Linked DNA regions of Gasterosteus aculeatus: region 1 is linked to region 2. The links are chromatin contacts, called in public Hi-C maps. All regions are on one chromosome and are shown on one strand. The core of a region is the stretch at or near the end of the contact, and the rest is flanking DNA. Distances in the headings are between cores, read along the strand shown. Region 1 holds the start of igfn1.1 (immunoglobulin like and fibronectin type III domain containing 1, tandem duplicate 1). Region 2 holds the start of nudt3b (nudix (nucleoside diphosphate linked moiety X)-type motif 3b).

Region 1 (3,901 bases), core at 887-3,386, 130 kb after region 2:
GGGGCATTACCTTTCCTGATGGCGTTGGTTCACTCCCCGAAGCTCCCAAGAATTCTCCACGGCTGATAAAAGGGTCTCTCTGATTCTGACAAAATCATCCTGATGAAAGTGGTGCAGACACCTGAGGAGGAGAGATGGAGGACGGCACTGTTGCCTGAGAAAATGTAACCTTGGCATTTTAGCTGCTCCCCAGACTCTTCTTAAACTGTAACTTTGAAATAACGTTGTGGCAGCTTTTAAAGCAGCTTTCATGTGAAACGATGGAAACTAACAGAACGATGGATGCTTCACAGACAAATATCAAACACCTACGTCTGGCAATGATGAAGCGGCAAATTGCTATATTGACTGATTCGGATTCAAATGAAAGAAAGCGAGGCGCCGCTTGAGGGAGAAGGCTCAAAGGGAGGACTGGAATATAAAAGAATAACTAGAAATGGACGATAAATGAAGTGGGAGAAAGACAACGGGGAGACAAAGACCATAGAAACAGATGCAGAAAGAGCCAGTGGGCATGTAGGTATGGGAATGAAAACTTTAATCGGGGAAAAAAGTAATGTGAGGAAGTGAATAACAGCACAAGAGGGGAGAACTTGGACAGTCAAATGCAGCCCCTGTAGGGTCGCTGAACCCGCGGGCGGAGAAAACCGTTCGTACCTTTTCGTTTTTGGCTTTCGGTGGTGAACCTTTTGGTCGCATCGGACGGCGCTGAGCTTCGGCCAGGGGCCGTGCCGAGAGCGACGCCATTCTCTGCTCGGTTAGACATCACTCTGTTGTATCTGAATCAATTTCATTCACGTAATAAAACAGATCTCAAATTTGCCCCGCGAGACTCAAATATCCTCGCTGACATAAATGGGGTGAGAAAAATAATGGGATCACCTGTAATTATATGCAGCATTGCTCAACAGAGTGCATCATCAAAATAAGCATTCAGCGGAATGAACAATATTAAAAGAGTTTCATAGCAAAACTCACATTATTATTATGACCTTCATAAAAGATCATCTTCTCCCAGATTGTTTGTCTTAAGTTAGTGTATTTGGCGTAGCTGGAAAATACATTTTAAATACAGTACCAGTCAAAAGTTTTCACATTTTCTCATTCATTTCAATGAGAAACCCTTTTGCGCATACTGATTAAATGAAATATTTTTGAACAGAGGGATTTGTTACCTCGTTTGTGGTTTACAATATTACAGTTTTTTTCTTTTCAATGCTATCCGCCGCTGCAACTCCCACTTGGCCCTGACCGTGGGGCGTGCTTCAGCTCCGGCGTGCACACCAGAACACGCCCGCGGTGTCATCTTCTCCTGCAAGTGAACCAGTAAGCCAGATAAGCAGCGTGCGAGATGTACGTATGCTTGAGCATGAAGCACTTTGCGTTTGTGTGACTCCCAGAAGAACACAAGCGGCTGCTGGCGTGGCCGTGTTTTAAATCCCATTCAACACATTTCAGGGTAGCTTAACACGACCGACATAAAAGCAGATTAAATAAGGGTATTTTCGTAAAATTGTACTTCACAATTCAACATGAATGCAGATCAGCAACGATGTTAGCCGTGACCGTACGTGGTACATTTAGTGTGTGACTTAAATAGTTACAGAACCGTGATGTCCACCTGTTAGAAAGTGATACCTGGAGGCACGTTTGTTTAGGTGAGACAGATTTATGATTGTTTATGTTTGCTCAAAGCAAAATGTCCCAGTTTTACTGTCGAGGCCATAAAGTCATGCGGTGGCAACACATTTCAGGGAGATCTGTCATATTAGATTGTAAACCATGACAACAAATCCATAAATCAGAATCAGACTGAATCAGATTGAATTCAACCCCCAAAACACAGTACATACAATAACAAGGAACATGAAAAACAACTCAAGCAATTGTGTTGTGTCACAAGTTGTGTACATAAAAGTAAGTTGGAGACGCATTAGTAAGTGTTTTATTCTCCTGCTTCATTTACTGTATTCACGGTGAGACTCTCGATCGGGTTCCCGACGTTCCGAGGGCCCAAAGCTGGTAACAGCTGCTCCGTGTTTAGCACGGCGCCCGCTGCGAGGGAACAATGTGCCACATCCACACGTCCCTTCTTTATTGGAGCCTCTAAGGACAGCGGCTGGCAACTTTGACACTGAGTCCTAAAATAACACGGCTCTCGACGCGACACGCAACTGGAATACGAGTTGGTAATAAAAGACACGAGAGAAGAGCATTCGAGGGCTGCGGCCTCATGCCTTAGTTTAGCTGTTATCAGCTACGAGTTTCAATCCACAGAATCTATTTTTATGTCATGTGAGTAAAAACCATTTGCATTCCGAGGTTGTTTTTAAAAAGAAAAGCCGTACGGAGGTTCTTCTTGTTCTTTGTCAAACACTTTCCTTCATTTAATAATTTAATAAATATGTTCATATTGTGGTCATTTAAATATAACTACTTTCATTAATCCCATTAACCTTGACACTAACCATACACATGCAGTAGCTGACCTGATCAGGTCTGAAACTTGTGTAACATATCTAGTTGGAGGCTTTTAAACAAATTTCATCTACATCTGGTTTACAGGAACAAATGATTCTCCAAGGAGGTATTTAACCTGCTCTCTGACCCCCCCCACCCCCCTCCAATGTGCCCCCACTGTGCTTCACCGCCCACCCAAGCACCAATGTCTTTGGAGTCAACACAAATACAAAAAAGGCTAAAGAGCTTTTGGCAGTCACTGGTTGTAGGCACGAGAGGAGCATCAAGCACAGCCGTTCACGCCGCTCGAAGGATCTATTACATTGAAAAAAGACGGCACCGCGTTACCAGAACGGCTGCGTGAAAGGGACCGGCACTCAGCGCACTGGGGACTTGGAGCAGGTAGGTGGCCCTCAAAACGAAGGCATGCTTGCATAAGAACATGTGGTGAGCGGAGGGAAGAAATGGATGACGGCTCAACCCATTTCTTGTGAGTTCGCCCCTGTAACATAATCAGCATGAATACAACGCGCGCCATCACTATTTGCATCTGGAAGGCGTTCTGCAAGCGGGTGCACAAATCGTCACGGTAAACAAGAAGGAATGCGATGAATACACGCTTGTATTTCCCTTTACAAAGAGGGGAACTCGCTGTGGCTAAAGAGAATACAGTTACTCAGAGTAGAACTATTAAGTGCTATAAGTGCTCAGATTACATGTAACCATGTTAATGCTTTTCTAAATTCAATATATTCAACATCATACATGATTTAGTCACACACAGAGTGCACCCAAATGTGGTGGTGGTGCATGAAATCACTTCAGTAAGGTTTGCAGGCTGCTCGGTTTTAAATCCAGGGAAGCCGGATCACAGCGGCGAGGTCAGAGCTGTGAGCCGGTTTGGTTGATGACTAACTTTTGGATGGAGGCATCGAGTCGATACGTAGGCTGAGGAAACAAGAGTTCTGCGTGAAGGGTGTGGGTTGTGTTTTGGCAGAAAACAGGACCTCTATCGACATTAAAAACAGCTGCAGCCCTTCTCTCTACGCCGGGGTTTCACATTATGCACATGCAGAATGTGTTTTTTTTTTCCGGAAGGCAATTATCCTCAGCGCAGTCACGCCTGAAGGATCCGAACAAACGCGATTAACTTCCAAGATAAGAGCAAAAAGTAAAACGAGGAGAAAACACACAGACTGATCAAAAGCACGCTGCCGCCCACCACGCTTCAGCTTAAGCCGTTACGCGCACTTTGAACAGCATGCATCAACGTGTCGGCCCTCTTGAGCAAATCCACCGGGAAGCTGAAATAGCAGCGGCGTCGCTCATCCGACACCCAGGAGCCTTGTCACCGGGTGCAGTTTCCTGTAAGTTACACAGATACTTTTGTACACTCTGCTGAAGTCAGGGGCCTGTGGAGAACCGCAGAGAGGGACATCTG
Region 2 (3,756 bases), core at 672-3,171:
TCGACTACTGCTTACCAACAGCACCTGTGAAGCGTCCCATACAAAAAATGGATACGCGTTACAGCCTACCAACACAGCTAACCGTGCTCCATGGTTTGTGTTCACACAAAGCCACTGTTGCCCCATGGAGTGAGATTATTCAGTGATGCGTGTTCATAATATGAACAAAAAGAGCCAAACCCTAACATATGACACAATAGCTACCAGTAAACGAACATTCAAGGCTATCCGGAATGACCTGGAGCCAAGTTAGCCAACTGGAAAAGTTGGTGTGTAGCTGCAATAGTACCGTGAGTATACAGTATGTTGTGAGGAACGCTCACATGTTGGCTCACTATCGATCTAGTAGATAAGAGGTTAGTCTCTGGTGAAAGTTTGCATCGATGAGCATGTCAGGCTGATGTGTTTCCTGTATTCAGAAGCCCGTGTTCACGATGTGGCCTGTACTTTTACCAGAAAAGAGGAATTAAGTCTCCGATCGCTCTCCCTCCCTAGTAATGTTTAAACTACAAAGAGGTTTTAGTGCGTGTTGTTGACTGGATATCAGCTTTATAAAACAACTTTGACTGGTTTTCTGTGGTGGAGCGCACGGAGGTAGCGAGAGGCAACACTCGCAGTTATGTCAACTAACGTTACGTTTTTTTTAACACAAAACAGGTTTTGAGTGTGTCATTAAGCTGGCTGGATGATACAATATTTTAAAAAATACGGATTTTGAGTCATAAAAGTCACCATCGTAAAAGAGAGTAGCGGGCTGCGCGACCGGTGTTGTCCGTTAGTTGAAGCTAGCATGGCTAACAGTTACATCAGTCCCATGTTTGGCTATCGATACCAGTTGCATTAACACTAACCCAGTTAACGCCAACATTTACTTAGCTCGCCAAAATCCCCCGTGATATACACACATCTCAGCGAGTCACTTCGAAAGACTAAAACAATTATTTTGACCCACTCGCCACAGTCCGGGCTCTGGGCTGCGGTCGCTGGCCGTGAGCCGGCTGCCCACAGCTGCCACACGGCTACCTAGCAAGCTAGCGCTAGCGTTAGCATGCCGCTAACAGGTTGACTCAAAGTAACGCTGTGCATAAAAACCACGAAGGTGGTTATATGCACAGCTGAAATATGCTTACATAACATTCTTGTTAAGTAAAAGCTCTAAACTAAAATGTTTGATACAAAAACGACAGTCGACAACACGGGAGCCTGAGAAACGAGTTTCTATCACGGCGTAAACCCCACAGCTGTATTGATAAAAAAACAACGTTACAGACAGAATACGTTGGAAGCAGCTACGGCGGCTAATGTTAGCATGTTAGCATGGCCCAGCAGACAGCGACATCCCCGGACTCACCTCCTCCTCACTCTCGCTCCTGAAACATAGGCAGGCGGCCCGCTTCTTGTAGCCGTCCCCGTCGTACGTCCGGGTCTGGTTTGACTTGAGCTTCATCATCTCGAAAAGGGAATAAAAGTTCAAAAGTACAGCTAAGTTTTACCACTCGTAAAGACGACGGTTCGTAGGCGCGAAAAGTCCTCCTCCGGGAAACCTCGGCGTGTCACTTAAAAGAAATAACTTCTTCTTCGCTTCATTTTCACAAACCCTGGCACATCTACGGCACGGTCGCCATTATAAGGAGCCGCTTACGCCCACGACGTAATTTGAATTTTAACAGCTCGGGGGACGTAAGAAAAGTTCCCACCCGCCGTTGAAGAATTGCAGCAACGGGGCGGAGGGGGGGACCACGCAACACCACGCTCCCGCTGGAGGGAGCCGGCAAAGGAAACTGGTACTCTGGGCTCCAACTGGCTTGTGACGGCCACTTGTTCGAGGCGGATATAATTAAGTGAGTTCGAGGCCGACGGAGGTAGCCGAGGCATTATGACGCAATGATATTTTAAAAAATGTTTGATCTGTTCAGGTTTTGGGCGATTGGCTTTCAGCACCGCAGGTAATGGACGGCGCCCACATATGTGATTTAAAACAGGTCAGACGCGTCTATTAAAAATGGTTTATAACACATATGAGTTCAGCCGTGTTCCATAACTAACTGTTGTTTAATATATTAGATAATCCACAATCTATTAACAACAGCAATATTAATTATTTCATTTGAATTAACTTTTATATTCAATGGGTTGCCTTTTTAAAGTTCAGAGCTTTTTATATTATAATCATCCTGGAAGTACTTTTTATTTAAGGCTAACCTGCAATATAAATATACTGATATTTACACATCTTGACAAAATAAAGTGGTAACTTTATTATGACATCCAGATTCATCAATTGGTTGCAGACATCTGTTTTTTATTGTGGGTGTGCATTTTTTAGCAGGGTCCTAAAAAATGTCTTGGTTAAGGTATTCAAAGGAATGGTAAAAGCAGAAACAATAAGCAATAACAATACAACGAGGCAAGGTGACTAGTTAGCCAATACTCCTACAACTCATTTTCAAGCCAACATTTTAAGCAATAACAATACAAACAGGAAAAGTGACTAGTTAGTCACTTTTCCTGTTAGTCAATAGTCCAACTAATTTTCAAGCCAATATTTGCCTGTTTCAGCCTCTATGTTAATTTAACGTTTTACTTTTCTGTCTGTGGACTTTGATAAAACAATTTTAATAAAGCATGATAATGATTTTAAGTTACGTAACTCAACCTGTACATTTGTCCAGACACCTCTTCTGTGCGGCAACAATATATTCGCACTTGACAATCTCAACTCTTTATTATATTATATCACTTTTATTGAAGGATAGTTTTACTTTTTTACTTTGTACCCGTTTTGTTTTACATATTTTAGTCTTCACAGCAAATTTAGGTGAAACTGGACCAGTTCCAGATTGCTGACGATGACTAGAACCTTTATTAATCGTGATGAATTTGGAAAAAAATGGTCCCCTTCAAAGTTGGTAAAATGATAATCTTTGAATAAGGGACAAAGCATTTAACGTTGGGTCGACACCTCATGTGTAGACTACAATATGCTCACACTTCACAATATCTACTCAGTATCATTTCAGTATGACACTTTTATTTTGATAACAGTGCTTTATTTGAATATTGGCATTTTATTTTTTCCCAACTAGGACAATCTCTACTTCTGGATCACTTGTGGAGTAAAGCTTGTAAATTAGTTAAGACATCTCTAATGTGCAGCAGCAATTTAATCACGTTAATCTCTACTCAGATTCACATTTGCAACACACTTTTTCAAATCTAATACTGTTTAATTTATCATCAATTTTATCATCAATTAAAAAAACAAACTCAGGACCAAGTGCAAAAGAGAAGTTCTGGAGAGGACATGTTGTAAAGAAAGCTCACAACTCACAATAAACAAATACAAGTTAAGGTGAACAGGATATCAAACAAAGATGTAGCTGCAAACCGGTAAAGCATTAAAACAAATTCATATTCCAGAAATATTTGATTTACCAACTCTTCAGTCTCCACAGTGCAATTTACCCACACTGCAAATTGTCAGCATAATGAGTTGTGACACAAAGCTATATTTATATTCTATTCTTATGGTGGATTGCTTGCTCATATTTTAATTTTATTGCTTCTTTAACGCTCCTGTTTGTCTTTTTTTGGTTGTAGCCCGATTGCTTTTATTGGTCCAAAAATCAAATGTCCCTCTACGGATCAATACAGCTTGCTCCCATCTTATTTACTTACATTCCCCACTAAAGTTTAGGATTACAGATACTGACATTTACAGATGCTGACATTTGAAGTGCATCTTAACTTTATCTC

The links. Hi-C and Micro-C count contacts between places; a contact is called where the count stands out from the background.
Region 1: a contact with region 2 is called in a Hi-C map of skeletal muscle, with 4 times the contacts expected there. The contact joins the promoter of igfn1.1 here to the promoter of nudt3b in region 2. A contact is called at or near these places in 2 of 6 Hi-C or Micro-C datasets (both in skeletal muscle).

Annotation. Positions count from the first base shown.
Region 1 is chr17:3,996,492-4,000,392 of fGasAcu3.hap1.1, forward strand. It overlaps igfn1.1 (immunoglobulin like and fibronectin type III domain containing 1, tandem duplicate 1), which reads left to right and starts at 2,137. Exons shown (of 25, transcript XM_078092867.1): 1 at 2,137-2,295; 2 at 2,566-2,862. It overlaps LOC120835082 (a long non-coding RNA gene), which reads right to left. Exons shown (of 3, transcript XR_005714535.2): 3 at 516-1,312.
Region 2 is chr17:3,863,663-3,867,418 of fGasAcu3.hap1.1, forward strand. It overlaps nudt3b (nudix (nucleoside diphosphate linked moiety X)-type motif 3b), which reads right to left and starts at 1,922. Exons shown (of 5, transcript XM_040204883.2): 1 at 1,352-1,922; 2 at 1-24. The coding sequence starts at 1,450.